Regions from separate parts of the Mus musculus genome. Here region 2 is linked to region 1. A link is a contact called in public Micro-C data. All regions are on one chromosome and are shown on one strand. Each heading gives the region's core, a stretch centred on a gene start, on an enhancer-like site or on the middle of the called end of the contact. The rest is flanking DNA. Distances are from core to core; before and after follow the strand shown. Region 1 has its middle 13 kb from the start of Gm40424. Region 2 has its middle 16 kb from the start of Gm36213.

What was found. Hi-C and Micro-C count contacts between places; a contact is called where the count stands out from the background.
Region 2: a Micro-C map of the HL-1 cell line shows a contact between it and region 1, with 4 times the contacts expected there. The contact joins two enhancer-like sites. A contact is called at or near these places in 3 of 15 datasets of contacts at CTCF or cohesin (the NIH/3T3 cell line, large pre-B cells and stem cell-derived epiblast-like cells), 35 of 484 Hi-C or Micro-C datasets (8-cell embryo, B cells, the BV-2 cell line and 15 more), 16 of 115 datasets of contacts at active chromatin or transcription factors (bone marrow-derived macrophages, embryonic basal ganglia, embryonic stem cells and 7 more) and 1 of 9 other capture datasets (embryonic stem cells).

What each region holds. Positions count from the first base shown.
Region 1 is chr12:54,161,626-54,166,355 of GRCm38.p6, reverse strand. No RefSeq gene overlaps it. Among named protein-coding and RNA genes, the nearest start is that of Gm40424, 13 kb to the left of the region's middle. Within about 2 kb of position 2,950, at least 198 of the 459 cell types and tissues checked have an H3K27ac peak or open chromatin away from gene starts, as enhancers often do. A contact at or near this core is called in the HL-1 cell line and the NIH/3T3 cell line, where this site is marked.
Region 2 is chr12:54,493,603-54,497,820 of GRCm38.p6, reverse strand. No RefSeq gene overlaps it. Among named protein-coding and RNA genes, the nearest start is that of Gm36213, 16 kb to the right of the region's middle. Within about 2 kb of position 1,915, at least 26 of the 459 cell types and tissues checked have an H3K27ac peak or open chromatin away from gene starts, as enhancers often do. A contact at or near this core is called in the HL-1 cell line and the NIH/3T3 cell line, where this site is marked.

The DNA of each region.
Region 1 (4,730 bases), core at 1,701-4,200:
GAGGACCCAAACATTTGTGGGTTCTATGAAATAGTCCTGGTAGGAATCAGGTCTGGAGTTCACTTCAGTCTCAAGACTCCGCTGGACCAGAGAGACATCCTATGGCTCAAATGGAAAGTAGGCTCGTGCTCTGGACCTGGGCCTATCATCCTTACTTACAGCATCCATGAAGTACCTACAGCCTGCCCAGTGCAGTTGCAAGTAGTATCTGTCTCACCTAACTCTCACAGCTGCCCGGGATGGAGGGCTTAACACGTAACTGCTCATTACTGTCTAATCTCTCTATGTTGTAGCTTTCATTTTCGAATTATTTTGACCCCGCAAGGGATATGACTCTTTAACCTTTGCGTATTCTTTCCAGACAAAGGTCTCCTAAACGAATAAACCACACAACAAATCACTTTTCACGCACACTAATTTCTCATGGCTGATCCGAGGCCTGCAAGATCACACTGGAAAATGCGATTCTCAGTGTCTGCTCTCCTGTCCCTTGCTCTCACAGTCCACTTAGGGGAGGACTTGGTCCCGCCGAAGAAACATTATTTGGCAAATAATCTGATCAATTTCACTTATATTCCTGGCAATGAAATGTTAAGAGCCTACCTCACTGTTACATCATCTGAATAGGGCAGAGTCCGCAGAAGGAGATTGAATTTTGGAGCAAAGATCCAATTTCATGGAAATAAAACGCCTCACTTAAGTACATTTTAAAACTCTTTAGCAGAGTAGTTAATGCCAATTAGATTGTGGGCTGTCTGAATCATGAATTATCAATTCAGACATGATTTTGGTTTTCTTCTATAAGTAACGCCGGTATTTCTTTCTTTCTTTTCTTTTCTTTTCTTTTTTTTTTTTTTTTTAAGAAACTAGGTCATCTGAATTCAGCCATTTGGTCTTGAAAATTTTCTGTGTGCTCAGAAAGCAGTGGTGGGAACGGCCATGCCTGGTCAGCGCTTTGTGTGAGACAGGAGTTGGCATGCCCAGTATATATAGGTTTGATCAAGGGCAAGGATTGTTCTCAGCAAAGCTATTTCGAATAATAATAAAAAAAATACAAAATTAGCTTGGCTTCTGCCCTAAATTCTTTGTGTGGTGTGGAAAGAACACTGGCCAGAGGGTTGGTTAGAGACTTATCAGACAGAGTGGAAACCAACAGCTAACCCAAGCTGAAGCCACACTTGAGGTCCACACTTGAACCCTGTGGAATAATAATACGTGCTGGTTTACACTGCCAGGCCAGTTAGTAACCTTGCCCTGTCCAAACATGATTTCTAATGTGGTGCTTCTCGCTGCATCCCTGCTGGGCCCTTTAAAAGTCACCCTTTCTTTACCACGGGTCACTGCTTCTACATTTGCAAGGCCAGAGACAGATTCAAAGAGTCACATCCGGAACCCTACAACAATGGGCGGGTTGGAGTCCTCAGAGGATACCTGTGTGCCTGGGGCCTGCGCTACGTGCACACACTGTTGTTCTTTGTAACCACAGTGAGGCAGCTCTTCCTCTTTCCAGGATGAGGAAACTACTCAGAACAGTTAGGTGGCTCTGCCAAGGTTACGGTGATGGAGTAGCATAACAGGACTGGACTCCAGACCTCCAGGTCCTTGTGGTCTCTGTTCCTTCCTGCAGAGTGGATGGCAAATAAAGATCACGAATAGAGTCGGGAGAGGCAAGCTTAAGCTGCTGCATATTTAAATTTTCTCTCCCCCTGTTGGGTTATTCACAAGTGTTCCAGGGCCAGCCTCCTAAAGGAGTGCTCCTTACTCAGTAACAGCTATGCGTGCAGAAGCCGCAGCTTTGTCCTTGAATGCTTTCTTGCTGCTTAAATAGGATTTTCTTTGCCTGCCTCATAAGACTGAGGAGGGACTTTGGGTTTCTATGCAACATTGGCCTCGAGGGCGTGAGATGTTTGGAGGTATATTCCCCGCCTTAAGGTAGAGTTGAACAGCACCGGTTGTTTGGAGCAGACAACACTGGAATGCAGTTTGGAGCCTTTAGCCAGTGTGCCTGATACCTCCCTGTGTTCCTGGGTCACATACACTTTCTAGGGATGAAAGGGAACACTCACTGCCTTTTCTTCTTGACACACTTAGATTCCTACCCCGTGACACACAGCCTTCAGCCTACTTAACAGTGTGAACAACTGTGTTGAAATAAGACTAAAAAAAAACTTTGATCTTTGGTGATTTCCCCACTTAAGACAAGTAACCTTTCTCCTGGAAGCCTTTCTCCTAACTCCTGGGAGTTAACTCTTACATTTCTGAGTGCCTTTATTTTCCCTTTCTTATTATTTTGGGGGACAGGGTATGCTTTTCCAAGTCAGGGTTTCTCTGTATAGCCTTGGCTGTCCTGGAGCTCACTCTGTAGACCAGGCTGGCCTCACAAAGATCCACTCGATTCTTCCGAGTGCTGGAATTAAAGGTGTATGCCACTCCAATTGACTCTTGGGAACATTTATAGAGGTCATTTTGTGATTCTTTTTAAAAAGACATCTCTGGTTTTAGGGAATACTGTTGTAGCTTATTGATAATGTTTTACCAACTTGAGAAAGATTGCTCTAGGAGTGGATAAATACTCAGCTGATTAAAACACTACACAATTCGGGATGTCTCATGTTTGTGAGTGATGTGTGTGTGTGTGTGTGTGTGTGTGTATGTGTGTACATGTGTGTGTGTGTGTGTGTGAGTGATGTGTGTGTATGTGTGTATATGTGTGTGTGTGTATATGTGTGTGTGTGTGTGTATGTGTGTATGTGTGTGTATGTGTGTATGTGAGTGATGTGTGTGTATGTGTGTGTGTAGATGTCAAAAGGTAACTTGGGATTAAGGTGTAGAAGAGCCTTTTGTCTATTGAGGACTTCTGAGGAAGAGGACTGAAGAGAGGAGGGGACTGGACATACTGTGTTGGTCTCTCACTGGTCTGGAGTAGCTGCCGGCAGCTCTAGGAAGCTTCTCTTGTTCCTCTTGACCTGACCCAAGCTGGGGGTGGCCCAGAAAGCAGTGGGAACTTGGGAAAGGATCTAAGGATTCACCAACTATCGATTTGGGAAATTTCATTGGGTGTGTGCCATAAAATGCTGGAAGGCGGACTTTCCCAAGAAACCTTTTCTGTAGACTTTTTTTTTTTTTTTTAAATAAATGGCTTGAAAAGGTAATATCCAATCAAACGGGAATGCCTCAATTCTGAAAAGGTGGGGAGGAAGGACAAACTGCTCCCCCGCCCCGTACTTGGCAGTGTCTTGCTTTGGGGAGTGCCCTGCCTCAGCAAATTCTCCGATTCTGGGCTCCGGAGCTGCGGAGCTGCGCTGTCTCTGCCAGCTCTCGTACAGCACGCACGCCCCGTGCATTGGCTTGGTCATTTCCTCCTATTTTTCTGCTTATTCATCCTGTGGCCTGTGTTCCCCTTGACAGACTTTCCCCCCACCCTCCTGTGGGGAGAGATAACATTCTCGGGAGGGACTTTAATCCATCTGATAAGTTCTATTTTTAGCCAAGCCTTTCCTCCTGGCTTCTAACTTTCAGAGGCTCACACACTTCCGAGCCTCCTTTGGCGTTCGTTCTTGCCGTCTTGCGTACTCTTGTGCCTGGGGTTTCCTAACAGACTGTAGTTGAGTGGGGAGCGGGGAAGGTGAATTGACTTCCAGGGCAGGGACACTTTCTCCTGGGTGTGGGGCGCTGTTTTTAGCAGGGCCATTCACTCTTACCTACCTCCTGCTTCCCCTCCAGGCTGTCCACGAATTTCCTTTTGTCAGTAAATTTATGTTATCTTGATAAAGGACACCCATTAAAAAAAAACAAGACAGCTGTGACTTTCGATGATTAGCACAAGGGTCTGGCAGCTAAGATGCCTGCCTGTAGCTACTAAGACTTCTACAGAATGACAACTTAATCTGCAGCCTTTGCATTAAGATTTAATCAAAGCAGCCAGTGTCCGTCCCTCCCCCGCCCCCCCCCCCCCCGTTCCCCATGTCCCCGTCCCCCCCCCCCCATATGAGGGGAGAAGTTTTGGGTTTGCTGTCACATGATCTCTGCCTGTTGCTTTCCCAGATAAGGATATGGGAATAAACTTACCTCAGTACTTTATATAAATGTGTTCTTTTTCTCCTTTTAATCCTTTGGCCCAGAATGGCCCCCCCTCAAATATATATATAAAACAGAAACTCTTCTGACAAGACTACAGAGCTTGAAAAGGAGAATGGGGTATCCCCCTGCCCCAGGAGTGCTCCTGGGAACATTGCTGCCAGGCAATTTAAACTTCAGGACCTCGACTTCATTTACTCTCAGTGGACCAGTTGTCTCTCGAGGCTCACTTAGCTCTGTCACCATCATGACTATTGTTGTGTTTTATAAGATGATGTAGTATAGTGCGGCTGGAGGGAGCACCTCAGTGGTCCCTGCCAAGGAGTCTTGGGATCAAGTCACATGACAGGCCTAGAACAAAAGAAGTTTATTGGGGGAAGGGAGCCAGGGAACGGAGCAGCAGGGTGCCTGGGATGGGGTTAGAGGCAGAGGAAGGCAGGTGGGACAGAAAGGGAAAGGAGAGGGGAAGAGAAGGAGAGGCCAGCCTGGAACATGTAGGGGAGGGGGGTGGAGACACAGAGAGGTAAGATAGAGGGATGGAGGAGAGAGAGAGAGAGAGAGAGAGAGAAGCCAAGTAGTCCTTATACTGCTGGCTCCTGGCTGAACCCAGGGTGGAGATGTAGATTGTTGCTAGGTAACTGTTGGGCAGAGCC
Region 2 (4,218 bases), core at 666-3,165, 330 kb before region 1:
CTTAATCACATGGTCCCGCTGGCTAACATGTTTTGTAAAATGCTGTATTGATTGATTTAGGAAAGAGCATTTGCCCGAGCCCATCAGTCAGAACCCCCTGCAGAAAGCTAGGTTTACACGTGAGAGATGTACCATAGACAACATGAGCATCAAGTAGGTCACTGAGGAAAGCTAGAAAACATCTAGAAGAAATCATGGAAAAGAATTTCTGTGGCTTCAGATTTGGAAACTAAAAAACACAAGGTATGTATGTTGTGTGAGTGGGCGTATGCATGTTCACACATGTGTGCACATACGTGCATGGGAGCTTAGAAGTTGACATTGGGAGTCTTTCTCCATCACTTTCCACTTTATTCCTTGAATCCAGAGCTTGCTGATATGGCTACTCTAACCCAGATTACTCTGTGGATCCAACTCCTGTGTACTGGAACACAAGTGGGCCTTAATATTCAAGCTCCAGACCCCAAACTTGGGCAGCAACCACTTTTACAACTGCATCGTTTCTTATTCCTCCCTGAGTGTATGTGTGTGTGTGCCAGAGTGTGTGAATGCCACAGCATTATTGTGGAAGTCAGAGTACAACTTGTGAGAGTTGGTTCTCTCTTTCTACCACATAGGTTCCAAGGATTGAATTCAGGTTGCTAGGTAGGCTTGTGGAAAGTGTATTTACCTTGTAAGCGATGTTTTTATATGGGTATGTGCACATAGAGACCAGAGAAGGACACTGGGTTGTCTAGATCTGGAATTGCAGGCAGTTAGTTGTTCATCTCCCTATGTGGGTGCTGTAGCTCACCTCTGGTCCTCTGCAAGATCACCAATCAGTCTTAACATATCTTCAGCTACTCAATTTTTGTTTTTTGTTTTCATTTTTGGATAGGATTTAATAAGTAGGAACTAGAGAAGAAAAAAATGGATGAATTTGACTTCTTAAAAATTAAAAGCTGCTCTTTGAAATGTAGGAAAAGCAAAAGTCAAGCAGCCATTTTAGGGGAAAGTGTTCACAGAGTGTGCATTGGACAAAAGGCTCATACCTGGAACACAGAGATAGTTCTCTTTAAAAACTCATAGTGGGGAGGGGGAGGGGACCAATCCAGTGTCTTGAATATGTTACATAAGCACTCCGTCAGCAAGCTACATCCTAGTCTCTAGATTCATGAGTGCTCTTAACAATAAGGCAGGCTTTCAAAAGTCAACAAGAGAGTTAAAGTGTTCACCAAAGATGAACCCTGCCTGAAGAGCAACCAGAGGTGATGTTAAACAGCACGTATTAAGAAAACATAAATCAAAGCCACAATTTTGGAACACTCCCATTTTCCCATTTGAACACCTAAAACAGACAAGACCGACCCTACCAAGTATCTGAGGGGATGCACAGCCACTGGAATGCTGATTTGTTGTTGTAGAGACATAGGCTAGTGTCTCCACTTTGGAAAGCAGTTTGAGTTTCTTATAAATGAAGCACACACTTAAAAGTATGGCCTGGCAATCCCATATCTAAGTATTTATTTACTCAAGAGAAATGAAAACCTAACTGTGTCTACACAACTTCCTCTGTGTGGATTTGTAGCAGATTGACTTATCCCAGTCCCCGAATGGAAACAATCCAGATGTCCATCAAAGTTAGAGAAACAAATTGCTCTCTGTTTGCACAATGTCATATTACTAAGTAACAAAAGGGAACTAACCACTGTAACCACCAGTAATCAGAACGGGGGAGGTGATCTCCAAACAGCTGCTGAATAGAATTATCAGCCTCCCTACTTGTACAGCCTTATATGAAATCCCAGAAAGGCCAACCTCTGCACGTAGAAAGCAGATCAATGTTTCTAGGGCTGAGTCGGGTAGGGGATGTGGATCCTCTGGTAAGATGCAAAGGACATTTTTGGACCAAAATCTTCATCTGGTGCTGGTCATGTGGTGACTCACATCTGTGGGAACTCCTGAATTACACACTCAACAAAGAATGCTTTTTATTGCATCCAAATAACATTCCACTACAATTTGAAAAACAAAAAGAAAAAAAAGGGTGGAGCCACAAGCCTCAGAGATGAAACCTGGGGGCTGGTAGGACCCTGTCTTCTGCCATGTGATGGCAGAGTAGCCTAGTAGACAAATGTGTGCCAAAGTGGAGAAATGAGGAGGCTGCAGAAAAGCTGAGGGTAAAGGTGGAGAGGGGCTTTTATAGCTGTTTGAGTCCCTGGTCCCACACATTCCTGCCCAGCCGTGAATGGTCCTTCCTGTCTTGGCTCTCTTTCTTACTAAAGTCTCTCTTTTTGATCTGACATATCTCATGGGCTTTCTGTCACTTGCAGTGAAAAGGAGCCCCAACCAATAATGAAACAGGCATCCTTGCATACTATTTCTTCTGTATGCCACCTTTGGGACTAGAGACTAACTTGGCATTTTCTAAGTGCACCATGCACTTGAGAAAAAGATTTCTGTCAAGAATTACTGAGGACGGTGTAATGCTGTTGAGACCCCAAGTTCTAAGCCAGTCTCTGTGCCACAATGTTGTGCAACCTTGTCCCACTGGATTTCCCCTTTCTTACACTTAAAAGAATGAAGTGACACTTGGCTTAAGAACGTTGTGTTCAAGTTGGCGCCATATTTAAAACAGACCTAAGTAGCACTTCTCTGACTGGAGCGGCAGGGAGTGCTCCTTGTACCTACTTGGAGGTCAGGAGGGCATAGAAGTGCAGCATAAGTGAGTACATTATTGTGTTTGAAGATTACAGAATGGGAAGAAATCATCTGCCTTCAACAGAATATAAATATAGGAACAAGGAATGTAAGCACACTTCTAACATGATGGTGGAGGAAGCTGGACCTCAATGTAAATGTTTGGAGCTGAAGTATAAGCAGGGCAGAGGAGACAGCATCCAGAGCAAGGGAGTCTGTTATCCTTCACCCTCGGGCTGCATCTCTCTTGCTGTTCTGCTCCTAATGGATCCCCGAGCACCTAGAGACAGGAGGCCAAATGTGACTTGGTGATCACCTTCTTCCTGTGTCCTCCAACCTTCCCAGTTCACCTCAAATTTCCGTGACAACTCCCTGTCACCAATAGTTTATGTAAGAAGGCAGGGTACTGGATATTCTGGCACTTATGGGAATCGCTGTCTTCTTAGGAGCACCAAGCTCCTCTGACTGATTCCCCAAATCTGATGGGATCATCGACATCCGTTTCCCGTTGTTCTTGGTTCTGTTCCGCATGAGCCTCACGACGCTGGAGCTGCGAGAGGGGTTGAAAATCTGTTCAAGTCTGAGTGTGGCAAGGATGGCTAGCTGGCCACTAAACGCGTGCGGTCTAAACGCTTGCGGTCTTTCTTCCGTGTCCCAAACAAGAGCGTTTCCCAGAACCCCTTGCGTCTTAGTGTGATCTGAAAATGAATCATCGCTGATGAGATGTGAGCAAATGTGATGTGGGCTGTGTCTGTTTGCTAATTTACCCTCAGGTCCACGTCCTTGTCCCCTCCCTGCCCTGCTCATTTGTGTTGGGATGGCCCTGCTGGGTTGGACAGAGGAACTGGTGGGGGATGAGAGGGAGGGAGGAAAGTATAGGATATATTTTATATTTTAGGCCCTATATTTTGACTTCAGGTAATACCTCTGTGGTCTCAGATAAAGTATTCCAAGTTCCTATGACTCTAACCTGTAACTATACATTTATCTAGAAAGACTATTTTAAGCACTTATCAGTTATGCATGTCATGAAAACAAAGCGGGTAGGGTCCCTCACTACTAGGATCCTCTGAGAGGTGTTGCAGCAGGAGTCTTGAGGTGATGGTAAGGCTAGAAAGGAATATGGAGAAGGCCTTCCTATGTGCAGGACTGAATGAGCTGCCTCCTAACCTTCCTAACCACACGCCCACCATCCCTCCTGCTCAGGAAACCGCTCTTTTCTTTTCACAGTCACAGTCCGTACAGCCCCGTCACTTAAAGCGTGTGATTAGTGGTGTTCAGCGCACTCACAGGGTGAACAACCATCCATCACCACAGTCGATTTTAGAGCCTTCCAACCACGCCACCATTACCTCACCCCACCATTCCATACACTATGTTTATAAAAATAAATTCTTTGTTTCCGTCCTGAAGGGAGAACACGAACCTGCATTGAAAACAAAGGGGTCACGCAGCCTACAGCCCACTGTGGTGCCTGCCTTTTTTCACTTAGCGAGATGCTCTTCAGTTTCTTTGGCATCATAGTGTGTGTCAACGCTC